Linked DNA regions of Oryctolagus cuniculus: region 2 is linked to region 1. Evidence: chromatin contacts called from public Micro-C data. All regions are on one chromosome and are shown on one strand. Each heading gives the region's core, a stretch centred on a gene start, on an enhancer-like site or on the middle of the called end of the contact. The rest is flanking DNA. Distances are from core to core; before and after follow the strand shown.

Region 1 (2,700 bases), core at 176-2,675:
GGCCGCTTACCTCTGGCAGCTGTGTCCCTAGTGATGGAAGGCTTCCTTGGCCACCAAGAAGAGTTCCCAGCAGGAAGGGGCTGTGGCTCTGAGCTTCTCCGTCCCGGCTGGAGGCAGAGCGAGAAGGGAGCTTCAGGAGGTGGCAGGGAGTTCCCTGCTAGTCCAATCAAGAAATCCTCCCGGCCTTTCATGCAAATGCGCTTAGGGTCAGAGGGGGAGGGGGTGGGAGGTGCCAAGGGGCGAGGGGGGGCACCCCTCCCTACAGAAGCCCTGAGTTCCCGCTTTCCCTCTTCAGGGGTGGGGTGAGCTCCGGGGAAGCTTTGGGACAGTGAGGACCCAGAAATCCCAATCAGAGCCCGCGCTGCCTCCTCCATCGCAATCACTACAAATCAAACCCTGCCACTCAGCTGGAATTCACTCCCTCAGACAGTGCCCATCACCACCAAGAAGCAAAGAGGGAGGAAAAGGCCCAGAGAGGCCAGGCTAGCATCCCGGGGTCACACAGCATTTGAATCACTAGAACTCTAGATCCTCCGGAGCCTTTTGGGAGACTCCCAGCTAGGGACCCCCTTAGGCTGTCCCGACCAGCGGAAGGTGAGAGACCCACGCCCTGGTGCCAGTGAGGAGCTGGGACCAGCAGTTACCCAGGGCTCTCCCTACCAGGGCGGATACGCCCAGAGGGGATCCCCACCGGGTAGGGACAGGAGGTGGCAGCCGCCCGTGGGGGAGGGGGGAGAGATATTTTTAGAGGTGACTGGAAAGCAGGCACTCTGGCACATCCCCAGCTGGCGGGCTCCCCGCTCCACTGCGGGCGGGGGGCGCGCGGCTCGGGGACAGGAGGGCTTGTGGGTGGCCGGCGGCAAGGGACACCGACTCCTTGGCTCGGCGGAGCCGCGGAACGAAGGGGTGCCCGGGCGCCGCGTTCCCGGGGCAGGAGAGGGAAGGGGAGTCATTCCTCTCCTCCAGGGACTCCTCCACCGCCCCGCGCGGGAGGAGCGTCCTCAAAGTGTACACAGTGCCCACCCCACGCCGGGACCCCAGCCCTTCCCCAGGACTCACGTGGGAGCGGGGGCGGCGGCGGCAGCAGAGTCTGTCCTGGCTGAGTTTGCAGAGTACCGAGTGGGCAAGGGGGCTGGCTAAGGCAATGGGGCGCAGAATGGAGCAAGGGGTGCTTACGGGGATTGGAGGGGACGTGGTGTCTTATCCACCCCCAGATTGCTGGGCTCCAGCTCACGAGTCCCTCTAGTCCCGAGGGACCGTGGATGATGTGCGTCTGGGCCGTCCCCTCCACCTGCCCCCCATCCCCCCGGGCCGCCGCCGCCGCCGCCGCCGCCGCCGCCGCGTCCCCTTTAAATGCCGGGGAGCCGGAGCCCGAGCCGCGGCCGGCGTTGCGGCTGCTGCAGCACCCGGGCCCACCGCAGTCCCCGCACGTCACAAGCGGCCGGCCAATCGCGGCGGCGCCGGCGCACATCAAAGGGGCGGGCCGCCGGCGGGCCACGCCTCCAGGCTGCCCCAGGGGCTCCGGGAGCGCGGAGCCAAGGTGGGATTGGGCGCCGCGGAGAGGGGTGGGAGGGCTCGCGTCCCTCCCAAGGAGCGGGGGTGGGGGGCACCTCGTCCCCGCGCCTGGGGACAGCTGCGGAGCGCCCCTGCGAGCACACCTGGAAATGCCGGGGCAGTGCACTTGCTCAACCTCCGCCTGCCGGGCCCCGATCCAGAGCGTTCGCAGAAAGACCCTCCACCCCGAGCCGGTCCCAAGCTTCGTTCCTCCAGCCGGGCGGCGGGCACGGGCTGACCCGGCCCGGGACAGCAGTGCCTCTTCCACGTGTGCGGAGCCAGGTGCCCTCTGCCCTCCAGGCAGAGTCCCAGCGACCCGAGATGGCCGGGAGGAGGGGTTCTCCCGCTCCCCTAAGTCGCAGACGCCGGCTGGGGTCCCCGCTTGGGTCGTCCCTGCCTAGACGGTGTTGTCTATAAAACCCGCTTCCTCCTCCGCGTCCGTTCCCGGCCGCAGTCGGCCTTTCCCCCCGTTCCGCGCCCCTCCCTCGCCGCACGCAGGTGAGGTTGTGCTTGTGGGGGGGAGGTGAAACTCGGCTTGGCTGGGGACACTACGAAGCGGGCGTTGGGCGCCACTGCCACCTTCGCGGCGCGGTGTTTACCACCCGCAGGAGAAAGGATTTGCCCAGGGTTCACAGCCAGGGTCGTGGGTGGAGGTGGGGGTGGTGTCTGACTCCCGCCCTTCCTGAGACTGCCCCGGGCGCTGTCCGGGGAGGGAGCCAGACCCGGGGCTGGAAGAGAGGGACCCGGATCTGCGAGGAATTCACCTGATTTCTATGCCTGGGGCTGGAGACGGACCGGCTGTAGTTCCCACCCGTGCCACGGGGCCCAAGCACTAAGAGCTGCAGTACCCTTCCTGAAACCCAGCGCCTTCCACCTCCTCTCTCCTCACACGGTCCTGGAACCAGCCCACCCTGATTTCCTCTCCCTAAGACCACCTCCTTCACAACGCCTTTCCCCATCCCAGACCCTCCCTGCTGTGGGGGGCGCCCGCCTCATCCCTGCTCTGCCGCCCTGCAAGTCCTGAGCACTGATGAGGAGCTGAAGTAATCTTGCAGGTGCAGCTCCTGGCAGCCGCCACCCTGCGATGTACCAGGTGCCGCGTGCCTGCCGGCCCGGGCTCATTTTCCTGCTGGGTAATCCAGGCTC
Region 2 (2,700 bases), core at 13-2,512, 37 kb after region 1:
CAAACAAGTCGCATCTGGCCGCCTGCCCCCTAGACCCCGCCACGCTGGGCGCTGGAGTTACAAGGAGACACCGCGGTGCATGGTGTAGAGGCCGGGGCAGGTGTGGCACCTCCTGGCTCCAGGGCTGCCCCTTCGCTCACTCTGACCTGTCTACCGCAATCAGAGCACTTGAGGTCAGAGAGTTGATGACCACGCACAGCCCCAAGCCAGGCCACCAATGCAGGGCGAGCCCTGGGTTCCAGCATGGAGCAGCACCGGCCGCAGGCCTGGGCGTGACTGATGGCGGACTGGGGCAGAGTGGAGAGGGTGCCCCCACTCACACTCCAGTCCCTCTCCGAGATGTGACAGTGCCCCCGCTGGGCCGCCTCCTGCTTCACGGTACACAACGGATCCCCAAGGGCAAGGCCCTGCCTCTCAGTGGCAGGGCACCAGCAGGACAGACGATGATGCCAGACCCACAAGGACCCCAGACCTGCACATCACCCTTTGCTTGCATCACAAGGGCTGAGCAACTACTGGATTTAGTAATGAGGGACAGTCCAGAGGAGATCTGAAAACGGAGCTTTAGAAGGCTGAGTGTAAAGAAGGTAAAGTACTTTACTGCCCCCTTGTGGACAAAGCCAACACTGCTGACAGAAGGGAGTCCTACCCAGCAAGCGAAGAATGAGTAAAATGCACAAACTTAGGGATGACGGACAGTTCATCCAGTTTGCTGAAACTGCATACGTACCCGCGGGGATACAATCTGAGAAGGAAACACCAAGACTCCACCACACCCTTTCTAGTTAACCTAATGTGCTGAATGGTCAAGCCTAAAGAGGTATTTCTAGGAGAGTTCGGAGTCCTGAGAGAACCGAGTATTTCCCAGCAACTCTGAAATGCAACAAGACATAGTCTCGAAGCCCCTGCAAGATGTGAGCTAGAATCTCTCCCCCTGACCACCTGGCCCCTTTCACCTGTAAAAGACAGGCGGGGAGGAAGCTGTGTTTATTCAGAAACAACTTGATTAGTCCCCGCACCCAGTACAGACTCTCCAGGTCGGCAAAACCAGCCCGCGCGAGCATCAGGCTCAGCTTCCACCCTTTCCTGTCCCCTTCCTGTGTCCTGCATGTCCCACAAACACCACGTGGCAGGTCCCAGCTCACCAGAGAAACCGTAGTCGCGTCCAAGTACCCTGGGAACTCAAAAGCCATGGGGATACTTGTCAGGGGCAGGACACGCCTCTGCCCCTAGCGGAAGGCATGGGACCAGCGGCCTCACCACTGTGTCCCCATCTGGGACTCTGCAGAGAAAAGCAACAGACGTGAAGGGGATGCCTCCCGGGGCGGGGCACTGCTCAGGAGGCAGAGTTCCTGGGAATGCAAACTCTGAAACAACAAGACACCCTCGTTACCGACCTCTGCCACCTAGAAAGCCACCTTTTGCAGGCCGTGAACTAGTCTTTCCATTCTAGATAGCCCGTGATGCCTTCGTGATGGGGTGCAACCAGAGAGGGTTAACGCCTCCCACCTCCGGGGGACTAGTCAGCTTTGAGAACCTGAGTACTGCTACTGTTAAGGAAAGAGGCAGGAGATTCTAAGCCAGCTAGGAAGGATTTCTGACTAAGGCTGGGACACTCAACAGCTTTCCTTCACCTACGGTCCAATGTCCTCATTTTCAGGAGGTGGTTCCTTTTCCGTGTTGGGAACGGACAGCAGGGAAGCCCGGAAGCCAGGCGCTCACGTCACATGAGAACATGCTGCGACCTCCTCTCCTGACACCCTTCACATGCCACGCACCTGCTATGCTTGTAGAGTGCACCAGAGGACAAGGAGGAAAGCAGCTCACGTTCCGAGGGCCAGGGGCGGGGCGGGGCGGGGCAGGCAGATGCAGCATCAGCCAGGGACCTGCTCCGCACGCACCTGCAAGCGAGCCTCAACTCATCTAAAGGAAACTCCTGGGTACCTTTGCAAAATGTTCATGAAGGACCAGGAGGCAGCGACAGCAGCATCAGAGAGGGTGGGCATTCAGGAAGACTTCAGGTGAGAAAAGATAACCTTGCAGAAAGAAAGAGTTAAGGATGAACTCTTCCAACCCTGGAGACGTGATATGTGAAAAAATAAAAGATAGAAACAAAAGCAGAAAATGCAACCTAAAAATGAGACGCGTCCAAAGCCCCCGCCCGTGGCTGTCACCAGCTCATGGAGCTGAACCCACCGCCGGTGCTCGGGGCGGATGAAGTAGAGGTAGGATTGAGACCAGGAAAAGAATGTTCCAGGATGCTGGCTTTCTGAAGGCACTCGAGGACAGAGAGACAGGAGTTTCAGTGAGACAACATGGGGTGAGAGCGCGAGACAGACAGACGGACAAAAAGGTGTAAACCACATGGCCCTCATAAAGACATGAAAAACTCTGGGAACACGGCGACGGTACCTCTGCCACCGAGTCACACGCAAAGCGACACGGTGCAGAGGAAGCCCCTGTAAAGGCCGTGGCCCGCCACCATGCGAACAAACGGCCTGCCTTCTGGATCTGCGACCCTGTGGGAAATGGTGGTCGCGTGGTTTTCTGAACAAGACTGCTGGCTGAAGCCAAAGCTTCCACATCGGGACAGGCATGGAGCCTCCTTTTCCTCCGAGCCTTGCCCAAGCCCATCCTCTAAGACTGAAAGGCCTGGTGTCAAGAGTCTGCAGCCAGGCTGGGGGCTGGGACGTGGATACA

What was found. A called contact is a pair of places that touch in the nucleus more often than the background predicts.
Region 2: a contact with region 1 is called in a Micro-C map of ear pinna, with 3 times the contacts expected there. The contact joins the enhancer-like site here to the promoter of PHOSPHO1 in region 1. A contact is called at or near these places in 4 of 6 Hi-C or Micro-C datasets (ear pinna, psoas muscle, skin fibroblasts and 1 more).

The regions. Positions count from the first base shown.
Region 1 is chr17:25,320,174-25,322,873 of mOryCun1.1, forward strand. It overlaps PHOSPHO1 (phosphoethanolamine/phosphocholine phosphatase 1), which reads right to left and starts at 1,426. Exons shown (of 4, transcript XM_008271329.4): 1 at 1,060-1,426; 2 at 11-107. LOC138846109 (a long non-coding RNA gene) reads left to right here and starts at 1,459. Exons shown (of 2, transcript XR_011383500.1): 1 at 1,459-1,540; 2 at 1,716-1,987.
Region 2 is chr17:25,356,894-25,359,593 of mOryCun1.1, forward strand. No RefSeq gene overlaps it. Among named protein-coding and RNA genes, the nearest start is that of PHOSPHO1, 37 kb to the left of the region's middle. Within about 2 kb of position 1,263, at least 1 of the 8 cell types and tissues checked has an H3K27ac peak or open chromatin away from gene starts, as enhancers often do.